Regions from separate parts of the Mus musculus genome. Here region 2 is linked to region 1. Evidence: chromatin contacts called from public HiChIP or PLAC-seq data. All regions are on one chromosome and are shown on one strand. The core of a region is the stretch at or near the end of the contact, and the rest is flanking DNA. Distances in the headings are between cores, read along the strand shown. Region 1 has its middle 11 kb from the start of Gm33404. Region 2 has its middle 72 kb from the start of Gm46170.

Evidence for each region. HiChIP or PLAC-seq counts read pairs in DNA pulled down with a chosen protein or histone mark.
Region 2: an H3K4me3 HiChIP or PLAC-seq map of embryonic basal ganglia shows a contact between it and region 1, with 3 times the contacts expected there. The contact joins two enhancer-like sites. A contact is called at or near these places in 1 of 484 Hi-C or Micro-C datasets (pre-megakaryocyte-erythroid progenitors), 3 of 115 datasets of contacts at active chromatin or transcription factors (embryonic basal ganglia, large pre-B cells and neural tube) and 1 of 9 other capture datasets (embryonic stem cells).

The regions. Positions count from the first base shown.
Region 1 is chr1:166,840,924-166,846,352 of GRCm38.p6, reverse strand. No RefSeq gene overlaps it. Among named protein-coding and RNA genes, the nearest start is that of Gm33404, 11 kb to the left of the region's middle. Within about 2 kb of position 2,567, at least 41 of the 459 cell types and tissues checked have an H3K27ac peak or open chromatin away from gene starts, as enhancers often do. A contact at or near this core is called in embryonic basal ganglia, where this site is marked.
Region 2 is chr1:167,192,527-167,197,955 of GRCm38.p6, reverse strand. No RefSeq gene overlaps it. Among named protein-coding and RNA genes, the nearest start is that of Gm46170, 72 kb to the left of the region's middle. Within about 2 kb of position 2,990, at least 11 of the 459 cell types and tissues checked have an H3K27ac peak or open chromatin away from gene starts, as enhancers often do. A contact at or near this core is called in embryonic basal ganglia, where this site is marked.

The DNA.
Region 1 (5,429 bases), core at 1,318-3,817:
GGATGTTCACATATCAGACCCAGCTTGGGGGAGATGGTTCTCAGGTCAGTTTGCAGCCATATGGCCTGGGGTGAGCTACTTAATTTATCCAACCTTCAAAATCTTCCTATCTGAAATGCATGTAACTGAACTCACATTCTGAGGGTATGAATGGCTTGAACAAGATCAATAAGATGTTTTACATAGCACTTGGCAGAAGAAATGCACAATGATTATCAGTCTTGCTGTCCAGGGAGTTCTGTGAAGTGCAAGCTCTTGGGGCCTGTAAAACTCCCAGCAGATTCCAGGGCTAAAATCCTAAGTACTGGATTTGAATCCTCTTTGTGAGCAACAGAGAGGAGCTGAGCTGAGCCACAGGGCTCCATGCCTCTCAGACTCTGCAGTGGATCTGAATAGTGTCTGTGCCTGCCTGCGCTCCAAAGGTCACATGACTTGTAGGCAGCAATAGGTCACACAGATGCGAACGTTACTATTGCTAATGAAAAGGCCTCCTTGGAAGAGGGTAATTAAAATCTTAGAAGGGTGCCTTGACAGCGAACACCCATGGGATCCAAGGCCCAGAGAGGACAGGAAAAGCTTAGACTACTTATAAGGACTGCAGGTTAGAAGCTCGGGCTCAGAACAAGGCTGGATGAAGACAACACTTTTACCCATTGACTGTGAGGACTGGGAAGTTACTTGCCTAGGGATGCCCCAGTCTCCTTAGCTGTACAATGAGGTTAATCTACCACTTCATTCATAGTGTACTTTTGAGTATGAAGATCTCTTGGCACTTTAAGACTTAGAAAACCATCTAGCGGTGTTTCATAAAGGCTGGCTGGGATGCCCTTTCTTTAGAGCAGGATACGGCAGTTTCTTCATTATTCCATTTCCTTGATTTTTATATTATTTTGTTACCAGCCTTTGTTCCAAATTCAGTCATCTAGCATGTCTATTGTTCCTCACCTATGTGAATGAATTCCACAATAACAGATTCAAGGAGGAATGGTTTTAATCCAACTGGAGTTTGGGGAGGGGGTGGAGATGACGAAGTAAATGAAGAATTTATGAGTATACAAATATAAATAAATATGCACTGTCTTAAAACAGAGAGGCACAGATTTTTCCCAAGTATTTCTAGTCCGTGAGTGCAATCTCTTTATTGGAAGTGATCAATGACCATGCGATACTTTATTTCACGGAGAGCAGCTTTCTCTTGGTCTCAGGGCTGACCACTTGGGATTGGAACTGTGTGCTTCCGGGTGTATACATGCATGCACTCATGAGAATACATGCAGAGGCCAGAGGTCATCACTGAGTTGCTCTCCACTTTAACCTTATGAAAAATTAACTAATTCTTTGAGAATTTCATGCAATGTACTTTGAGCATGCTCACCAGCAATTCCCTCTCTTAATCTTCCCAGATTTACCCCCACCTCCATAAGCCTTCCCCCCACTCATATCAACAAGACCCCAGGATCCCCCTATCTCTGCCTCCCAGTGCTGAGGTTACAAATGTCCATTACCACACCCAGCTTCACACCAGTGGGTGCTAGGAATCTGAACTCAGGTTTTTACGCTTATGCAGCAGATTTTTAGCCACTGGGTCATCTTTTCAGTGCACGGATTAGTTTTCATGTGGTTATAGTGAGGTCAGTTTACAATGAGGATGAAATCCTAGACTTACAATGCTGCTAGCTATCTACGGAGTTGGGAGTTTACAACGATCATGTGTGCCATGCGTGATTTCCTTATTCGTACTTGAGGAAGTTGAGGATTACATGGATGTCAAAGTATCTCGGCTATAGAGGGATTTAAACTCAGCCGGAAAATTCTAAGCTTCTGTTCTAACAGAGGTGCAACCTATGTGGCATTAGGGGGCTCACAGTGGCATCCCACTTAACCCCCACATCACGAATGTGTGTTATGCGATGGGAGGTAAAGGGACAGTTTTTGGTTCTTGCTATGAACAAATGCTAAGACTGAAGTTTACTCTAAGGCAGACTGATCTGGGAAGACCTTCTTCCTCTGTTGTTCCTATGTAAGTGGTAGCACTTTAAAGATCACTGAAAGTCATTGAACTTTAAAATGACACTAAGCATAAGGTTGTTTTGAGAGGTGAATGAAATGAGTGCATGTGGCATGCTTAACTCCAGTGTGGCACTTGATTATTAAAGGTAAGTATTTCAACCATGGTAGTAGTGACAGACAACAGAACTTACTCTGTAAGAGTTCTGGAGTGAGACTGATTTGTCATTGAAGTCGTTTCAACGTATGGAGACATGAATTTTACAGGCAGTGTACTTTGCCCTAAGAAATGGGCTAGCCTTGCCTTCCGTGTCGGTTAGTGTGTGTTCACATGTATTTCTGCGCACTGTGCATCCACACAGATGCACTTGAAATAGTCTCACTCCTTGGCACCATCCACAGTTTCCTGGGCCTCTGGAGAAATTTGGAACCACACTTTTGCAGCCCCCTGAAGCCCCACCGTGCCGCTCCATCTGACAAGACAGCCTTGGCAAGTCCAGGTTTATTACCAATTCCCTAGGCTCTAGGAAGCCGGGGCCCTGCTAATGTGCTGCCTTCCAGCTGCCAGAGCCCTCCCCGGCTTCTGGCACTTGCTCTCCTATGGCTTTCTGATGCTGTCGCAGCAGCTCCTAATCGTCTCTGGCTTCTTGTCCTTCTTTTTCACTGAGTAAAGCTTAGCATGTAGATCATTTTCTGCTAATCGTTAGCTAATGTGCCTTCCATTTGTCAGCGGGCTTGTATCTGCCCCACTCTTCTCTTTGACGCTGGGGCAGGTGTAAAAGGAAAAGGTCCTTATTGTTCTCCTAATCTCTCCCGTGACTCGCCCCTCCCCCTTCTCTCTCTCTCTTCCTCTCTAAGCTCTTACTGACACAGCAGATTCTTAACTTGCGTCCTTTGATTTTTTTTTTTTTCTTCCAAAGTACAGGCGGTTGGTTGCTTAACTCCTTGGTGCCAGATGTGTATTTATGAAGCCTTTCCCTATTCTTTTTTTTTTTTTGCCTTTCCCTATTCTTTTCAGGTTTTGTGTTTCCCTTTATGTGACACTCACTAACTTTAAGAGAATTCCCCCTTCATCCCCGAGTGAAGAATGCCTTAGAGTATAGCTAGGAAGGAAAGCACAGAGGTTGCTTCACCTGCTATTTGATGTTTCTGCTTCCCTTCTGTTATCTATTCCTTATCTGTTATAATTCGTGTGACTTTATCTGTATTGATAGTTCTACCAATATCCATGTAAAACGTTGGTTGATATTGAGTATGGCAGCCTGGGAGCAGACCAGGCATGGTGAGTATTTATAAACTAGGGATTAAAGGGCATATGTTCAGATGCTATAGCAGTCCTCTCCTCGAGTGGAGACAGGAATGGCAGCTGGTCATCTCCAACCTGTTCCTCACCAGAATATTAGACTGCTCATAAACTGCTAGGATTTCAGTACTTGATTGAGTTTAAGACTTAAGTTGTTCTGAAATCTCTCCCCCATTTCCATAAAAAACAAAAACAAAAAAAACCTGTCTACTTTTTCTTAAGAGACTATTTCTCATTTTAAGACTCATCTCTCTCTGGAGTCTTTCTGGTACTTGGCGTTTGCTGCACAGATTCTGGCCCCGCGGCAGGTCGTTTTGTATCTTCCTGTGTGTTTGCATCCAGCCTGTTTGGTATCATGCCAAACTGCTTAGTATGTGCGAGTTACAACTGTGAGGAAATGCTGTATATCACATGAATGTAAAGCTCTTGAGGTTTAGGTAGCTTGTGCCCTATTGTCTTAATCTACCAGTAAGTTCTTAGTGCATATAGGAACATCCTGGGGACCTGAATTTAAAAGATTCTGGCCTTCTTTCTCAGCTAGATGAATCCCAAATTGCATGTCTTAGGGACCTGAAATGAAGTAAACTCCTGGGACACATACCACCATACTGCTAAAAGGGATATCTTGTAAGATAGCTTTCATCTTTCTCTTCCTTGATATTCTTAACATTTTTCTCTCTAAGCTAGACCCGTATCCACATCACTCCAGCACACGTGTAATATATACATGTAATTTTCTTGCTTTTTAAAGTTTTAAATACTTTGGTTTTAATTTGATAAACTCTATAAAATAGATAAATACAAAATATATTCAGTAGTAAAAATATAAAATCTAATATGAAGCTCTGTGGTGGGTTTCATGCTGAATGCCTATTCTAACTTTGTACAAGTTCACTTAGCTCTCTATTGGGGTCTATTTAATTCTGGTGTATAATTTTTTTTTTTTTTTTAGTTTTGAATTCTTGACAGACATTAATGTGTGTTTAAATATGTGCCAGGCACTTGTAGCTATAGAGATGAATGAACTGACGATTCTAGGGCCATCAACAATGCTGAGAGCAAGACACACATACACCCCGCAAACAAAGGACACGGCCTTGAATAAACCACAGATGCGTCCAGGATGTGCTTAAAACATAGGTGTTAATTTAAGCACTCTTCATAGATAAGCTTGCAGTCCGTTTATCTTTATATTTTTGTGAAGGGGAAAAGTGCAGCTAAGCAAAAACAAAGAGAACGTTGTGTATCTATCAGAACAACACTCCTTCCACGGTTCAGATCTGTGTTCTTCAGCCAAGGTATATACAGCCCCCATGGATTGTGGGCTGTTCATTAGGTGGCTGAGGCCTTTCTATTAAATACACAGCAGAAATGAGCTGTCTTCACACATACATAGGTCTTGGGTTTGGGGTAGGTTGTTGTAACCCAGGATCTGTGGTCTCGGGATGTTATTCTTGGTATAGTAGCTCAGCTGAGTCATGATTACCATGATGCAGGGAAGGTCAGCAATTTTCACTGACCCCCCTGAGGTACTCTCGTTTCTTGAAACAGAGCCTGTTATTTCAGAATATCTAACACTTCAGAGCAGCTTATTGTTTACGGGTGCCATGGTAACAAAAGGGGGCTTTCTACCATTTGCACCAAGTACAAATATAGGAGGGAGAGGTGTTTGGAGAGCAATCGGCAGCAATCTGTGGCTTGGCACAAGGGGACATTTGAAGAAAATGGCAGGAGTAACATCTTCCTTTGCAAATGGACAGGACTGCTCTCTCTCTTCTGCCTCTAGTACCATGAGCCTGACATTGCAGCAGGCGCTGGGGTCAGGGTGGCTGTCTTTTCTGAGTCATCTTTTCCCTATTTGTTCTTGATATGAGCACTCCTTTCTAGTGATGCACGGCAATATTTGTGCTAATGCCTTGACTGTGGGGCATTATTCTGGTTCAACAAAACAACAACAAAACCCAGCTACTTCTGCTGCAAGTCCCTCTACGTCACAACCATGTCTTGCCCAGCTTCAGCTTCTTATAATGCAAGTGACTTAGAGTAGATTAGTGTTTTCCAAGATGGGATGCGCATGTGATCAGCCAAAAAAACAGGCCATAAGCAAAGGTTTCAGAGA
Region 2 (5,429 bases), core at 1,741-4,240, 350 kb before region 1:
TTGGGGTGCCCTGGACTGGGCGAAGTGGGAGTGCTGGGTTCTGATGATGGTGAGTGGTCTTGGTTCCTGTTAGTAGGATTCCTACGTTTACCTTTCGCCATCTGGTAATCTCTGGAGTTAGTAGTTATAGTTGACTCTGTTTAGAGATTGTTCTTCTGGTGATTCTGTTACCGTCTCTCAGCAGACCTGGGAGACAGATTCTCTCCTCTGAGTTTCAGTGCTCAGAGCACTCTCTGCTGGCAAGCTCTCTTACAGGGAAGGTGCGCAGATATCTTGTTTTTGGACCTCCTCCTGGTCGAAGAAGAAGGCCCAAAACAGGGCCTCTCTCAGAAGCTGTGTTGCTTTGGTAGTTCCCAGAAGCTGTCAGCTTCTGTGGTGCAGACTCTCACCTGTGCAGACTAAATTCCTAAGTTCCAGGGAGTCCTGGAACCAAGATGGTGACCGCTGCTCCTGAGGCTGAGGCCTCCTCCCGAGCCAGGCGGACACCTGTCCTCTGGTCCGGACGGTGGCCGGCTGTCTGCGGCCTGCCAAGGGTACTGCCTCAGCGGCTCTGTGCTTCTGCCTGTCCCAGAAGCTGTCCGGTTCTCTGGCGCACCCTCTAACCTGTTCAGACTAATTTCCTAGGTCCCGCGGAGACCCGGAACCCAGATGGCAACCGCTGCTGCTGAGGCTGAGGCCGCCTCCCAAGCCAGGCGGACAGCTGTCCTCTGGTCCGGATGGTGGCCGGCTGTCTGCGGCCTGCCAAGGGTGCTGCCTCAGCGGCTCTGTGCTTCTGCCCATCCCAGAAGCTGTCCCGTTCTCTGGCGCACCCTCTAACCTGTTCAGACTAATTTCCTAAGTTCTGCTGAGTCCCGGAACCAAGATGGCGACCGCTGCTGCTGAGGCTGAGGCCGCCTCCCAAGCCAGGCGGACACCTGTCCTCTGGTCCGGATGGTGGCTGGCTGTCTGCGGCCCGCCAAGGGTGCTGCCTCAGCGGCTCTGTGCTTCCGCCCGTCCCAGAAGCTGTCCGGTTCTCTCATAAAATTATTTTTATTGCTACTTTATAACTGTATTTTTGCCATGAGTTGTAATGTAAATATATGATATGGATGTTATCTGATATGTACCACCACCAAAGGGGTTGAAACCTGCAGCTTGAGAACCGCTAACTTGAGCAGAAGAAGCAGGGAGACCGTAGGTCAAGCTCATTCTTGAGTGCCTGGTGAGTCTGTGGCCAGCCTGGGTATCTGGAACAAGCAAGCAAACAAGCAAGCAACAAAACCAAACAAGCAAACCAAAAGTGGTTTCACCTCAACATGGGGCCAACGTTGCAGTTTGCAGTTGCCCCCTCTCCCTGAATTCTGCTGTATCTCTAGGGGAGCCATCAAACATCAGAGGGGAGCAGAGACAGTCAGCTGGAACGCAACAACTCCATGTTGGGTGTTTCAGATTTAGGAGTCCCAGGCTTGTGCTCGGCGGCAGAAGCAGTAAGGTGAAGCCTTTGGGACCCCCATCCTCATCACAAGGATTGGTTCTCAAAGGGTGCCAGGGACCAGGAGCAGACATGTCACCCAGGCGCATTCGACAGCTGTAGACTCAGGCTTCACACGACAGTCTCTGCATCAGGACCTGCTGGGTGGGGCACTGAGTTTGTGCTTTAACAACTCCTCCAGGTAAGGCTGAGGAACAGGAGCCACTGACCGACACCAGGTTTCTCACCCTCAGCGCTCTGACACTCTGGATGTGGATGAGTCTCGATGGTGAGCGGCCATCCTGTGCACCATTGACTGTTTAACAGCATCTCAGACCTCCCTCTAACAGCTGTCAGCAGCATTTTCTTCCAGCTGAGACAACCATTCAATCATTGCCGAGCATCCTCTGTGGAACAAAAATTGTCTGTTTCAGAACTATGAGTCTAGGCACTACTTCCTTCTAAAACAGCCTACTATGGTCTAGTAGGGGCAGGGAGTTTTTGGATGACTCTTGGAGCCTGCCCCAAATCTATTGAATCCAAAACTGCACCTTTAGCAGCAAGGTACTTTCGGTGATTTCAAAATTAGATTCAAAAGGCTGGGATGTAAACCAAGTTCTGCCCAGGAAGGAGGAAGGGACATGATAAGGCTCCTGTCTCCTGGTTCTTGAGTCATGCAGGTGCAAATCTTTGTATTTATTGATGGTTATTTTTGGAATAAACAATTGCCTGTCTAGATTCTAGGGCAGAGAATTTTGGAAACCCTTTGAGGCAAGAGATCAGGGAGAAGTTGTAGAAGTCAGAGTTCTCACACTGCATGGAAATGGAAAATTTGTCAGTTGGGAATATGTGTGGTGTTTGGAGGAGAGCTGGTCAGTTACTTTGTAGACTTTGCCTCTTTTGTCTGAAGTTTTTCTCTCCCCTCTCAATCGCATTTGTTTGTTTATTTATTTGTGTGTGTGTGTGTGTGTGTGTGTGTGTGTGTGTGTGTGTGTGTGTAGCATTTGTAGAGAGCAAAGGACAGCTCCCAGGAGTTAGTTCTCACTTTCCATTATGTGAATCCTGGGACTTGAACTCAGGTCCTCAAGCTTGGCAGCAGGCACCTTTGCCACCAAGTCGTCTTCCTGGTCCTCAAGTGTTTTTCTCGTGAGTAAGTGGGATTTGAACTTATGAAAAGATGCGCACGAAATGAAATGAAGAGTTAATAGCTCTCTGTTCACTGCAGAGACTGATCTTCATGTTTGCCTCCTACTAACTGGTTACATTGTTTTTTTTTTTTTTTTTTTTAAACAGAATGCTCAGCCAGCCTGTCATTGCTGGACAGACAGCAGAGCAAGTCTGGCTTTGCCTCATGGGCTACAAAGTGAATCTTGTCCAGTGAGTTGCATTTGAACTGTCCCAGTGCCTTCTGCTCACTCTCCCGTGCCCGATACACACCAACCAGGCTGAGATTCGTGCAAAGCCCGCTTCCCTTTACTAATGGCAATGACATGTGTAGCCCTTCTCTAATGGGCAGCTGACTACTCAGCAGGTTTCCTTTTATGCTTCCCATTTCTGATCATTACGCCACCCTAATTAGTCAGCTTGACAGCAGGCTCCTGGAGAACAAAGACTGCCGCCATCAGTGCCAGGATAAAGGCAGCAAGAAAGACATGGAACCTGGAAGGAGAGGTGCTCCGCATGGTCCATTGTGACCAAGGACTCTTTAGACACCTAGTCAGAATATTAACCTGGGTCGGACACTAACTGCCTGGGGCATTCTTTTCTTTAGATCAGCTGTTGCTATTATGAACAGACCTCTAAGTGCTCCTACCACCGTTAGCTTATATAACTGTTGCTCAAAAGACCCTGCAGGACAGACAAACGTACTCCTCCTATCTGTCTGATGGTTTTCACCATTTCTGTTGTTTGAACAAATGACTCTGAGTTAGGGAGCAAAGATGTGGGTGAAGTGTGAATGTTGTATATGGCAATCTTTGTTATCCACTGCTACTGTAATAAATTGCCCCAAACTTAGTAGCTGAACACCATGGGGATTTATAATCGTATGGACTAGAGGTCAGGAGATGGAAATGGGGGCTTGTATTCATTACTTTTCTCATTGCTGTGCCAAGAATACCTGCCAAGAAGCAACCTAAAGGAGAAAGGGCTTAGTTCAGACTGTAGTGCAAGAAGGTACAGCTTATGATGGTGGCAGGAGAGGAAGGCAACTGGTCCCACTGCATCTGCAGTCAGGGAACAGGGAGAAATGAATGCTGGGCTTGTGCGTCTTGCTTCCTCCCTTTTATTCCGTGTGGGACCCCAGCCTATTAAATGCTGTAGTCCATGGTCACCCCACACCGATGAACCTAAACAGTCCCTCATAGATATGCCTAGAGGTTTATTTCTAGGTGGTTCTAGGTCAAGTTGACAGCCAGCATAATAATCACAGGGCATATGGGACTGAAATCAAGTTGTTGGTAGGGATGCATTTCTTCTGAAGGATCCAGGAAGAATTTTCCCACTTTTTCTGGTTTCCCAAAGCTTCCAGCGTTCCTTGACTCCTGTCCCCTTCCTCCATCTTTAGGGTGCATGGCTCTTTTTAACCTTAGCTTCCATCAACCTCTCTCTTTCCCTTCCATTTGCCCCCTCCCTCCATCATCCCTTCTTTCTCCTCCCCCTCTTCCTCCTTCTGTCTCCTATTCTCCATTCCCCCTGTCCCCACCTCTGTTCTGAGACAGAGTTCTTGCTTTGTATCTTAGACTGGGCTAGAACTCACTGTGTAGACCAGGCTGTCCCACACTTTCTGTGATCCTCCTGCCTTAGCTCTCTACGTGTTGGGATTACAGGCAGCACTACCACACCGGGTCATAGCCCTCTTTGACTCTGGTGTTTCTACTTCCTTTTTCACATACCTCTGTGATCATATTGTCCCACGCAATAAATCCAGAATTGTCTCCCATTTCAGGATCTCTAATCACACTGGCAAAGCCCCTTCATGCATAGTTTAACCTATGGAAACTAATATATCCATCCATACATCCCAAGCCTTAGGATGTGGGCATATTTTGGAAGGAAGATCACTGGCTTAGCACATTCAATTTACTCATTGGCTAAATGCAAATAACAGCAATACCTAATTTAAGCACTAACTCTGAATACTAAATTAGATGCCATATACCCCTTATGTGGTATCTAGCCCTCAGTACCTTGTTACATCTGATATGCTCAGTTACTCTGTATCATTGCCACTTTGGTGTTAGCATCCTCTGCCAGCCATTTGGGATGGGGAGAGAGATCAGAATTAGCTCTGGTTTACACTGACTTTTGGGAAGAGAGACTGAGATGTTTGAGAATGTGGGAGCTGGACATCGTTTATTTAACTACAGCCTCTGACATTTTCTCTGAAGTCTCCTTAGTCTTCACCCTACATGTAGCGATGGCTTGTCTCAGATGCCTCTGCAGATTTCATCTCTCTTGATTGCCTTTGCTTCTCTTGCCCATAGCCGATCCTTCAAGGGCACTTCCTCTAGGGTGACTTCACCCACTGTTCAGTGACTGACATCTCCTCATCTCCCTCTGCCAGCAGCGCTGCAGGCCCCAGTCTGGTTCTCCTATTAGTTCATGAAACTCTCACTCTTTTCTCTTCCAGTGCTGGGGATGAAACCAAAGCCTTGGTCAAATTAGGTAAGCGCTCTACCACTGAGCGACAAGTCCGGTCCTGCTCATTTGCCTTTGCTGTTCTGTCCCCTGTAGGGCTGTTTCCACAGGGGCTTTCCTCTGCTCATGTCTGCAAAACCTAGGAAATCCTTTAACTCATTCCTAATGCATAAACTAGTCAATGTTTAACCTATGTTTTGGGTCTGCTGTAATTTATCGATAACGAGCCTTGGTGCTTTCTGTTAATAAAAATATAAGAAAATAATTTAAGTGTGTGCTGAGGCAGGGAGATCAGGATTACAAGGGCCCAATCCAATTTCTACCTTCATGGGCTCATAGC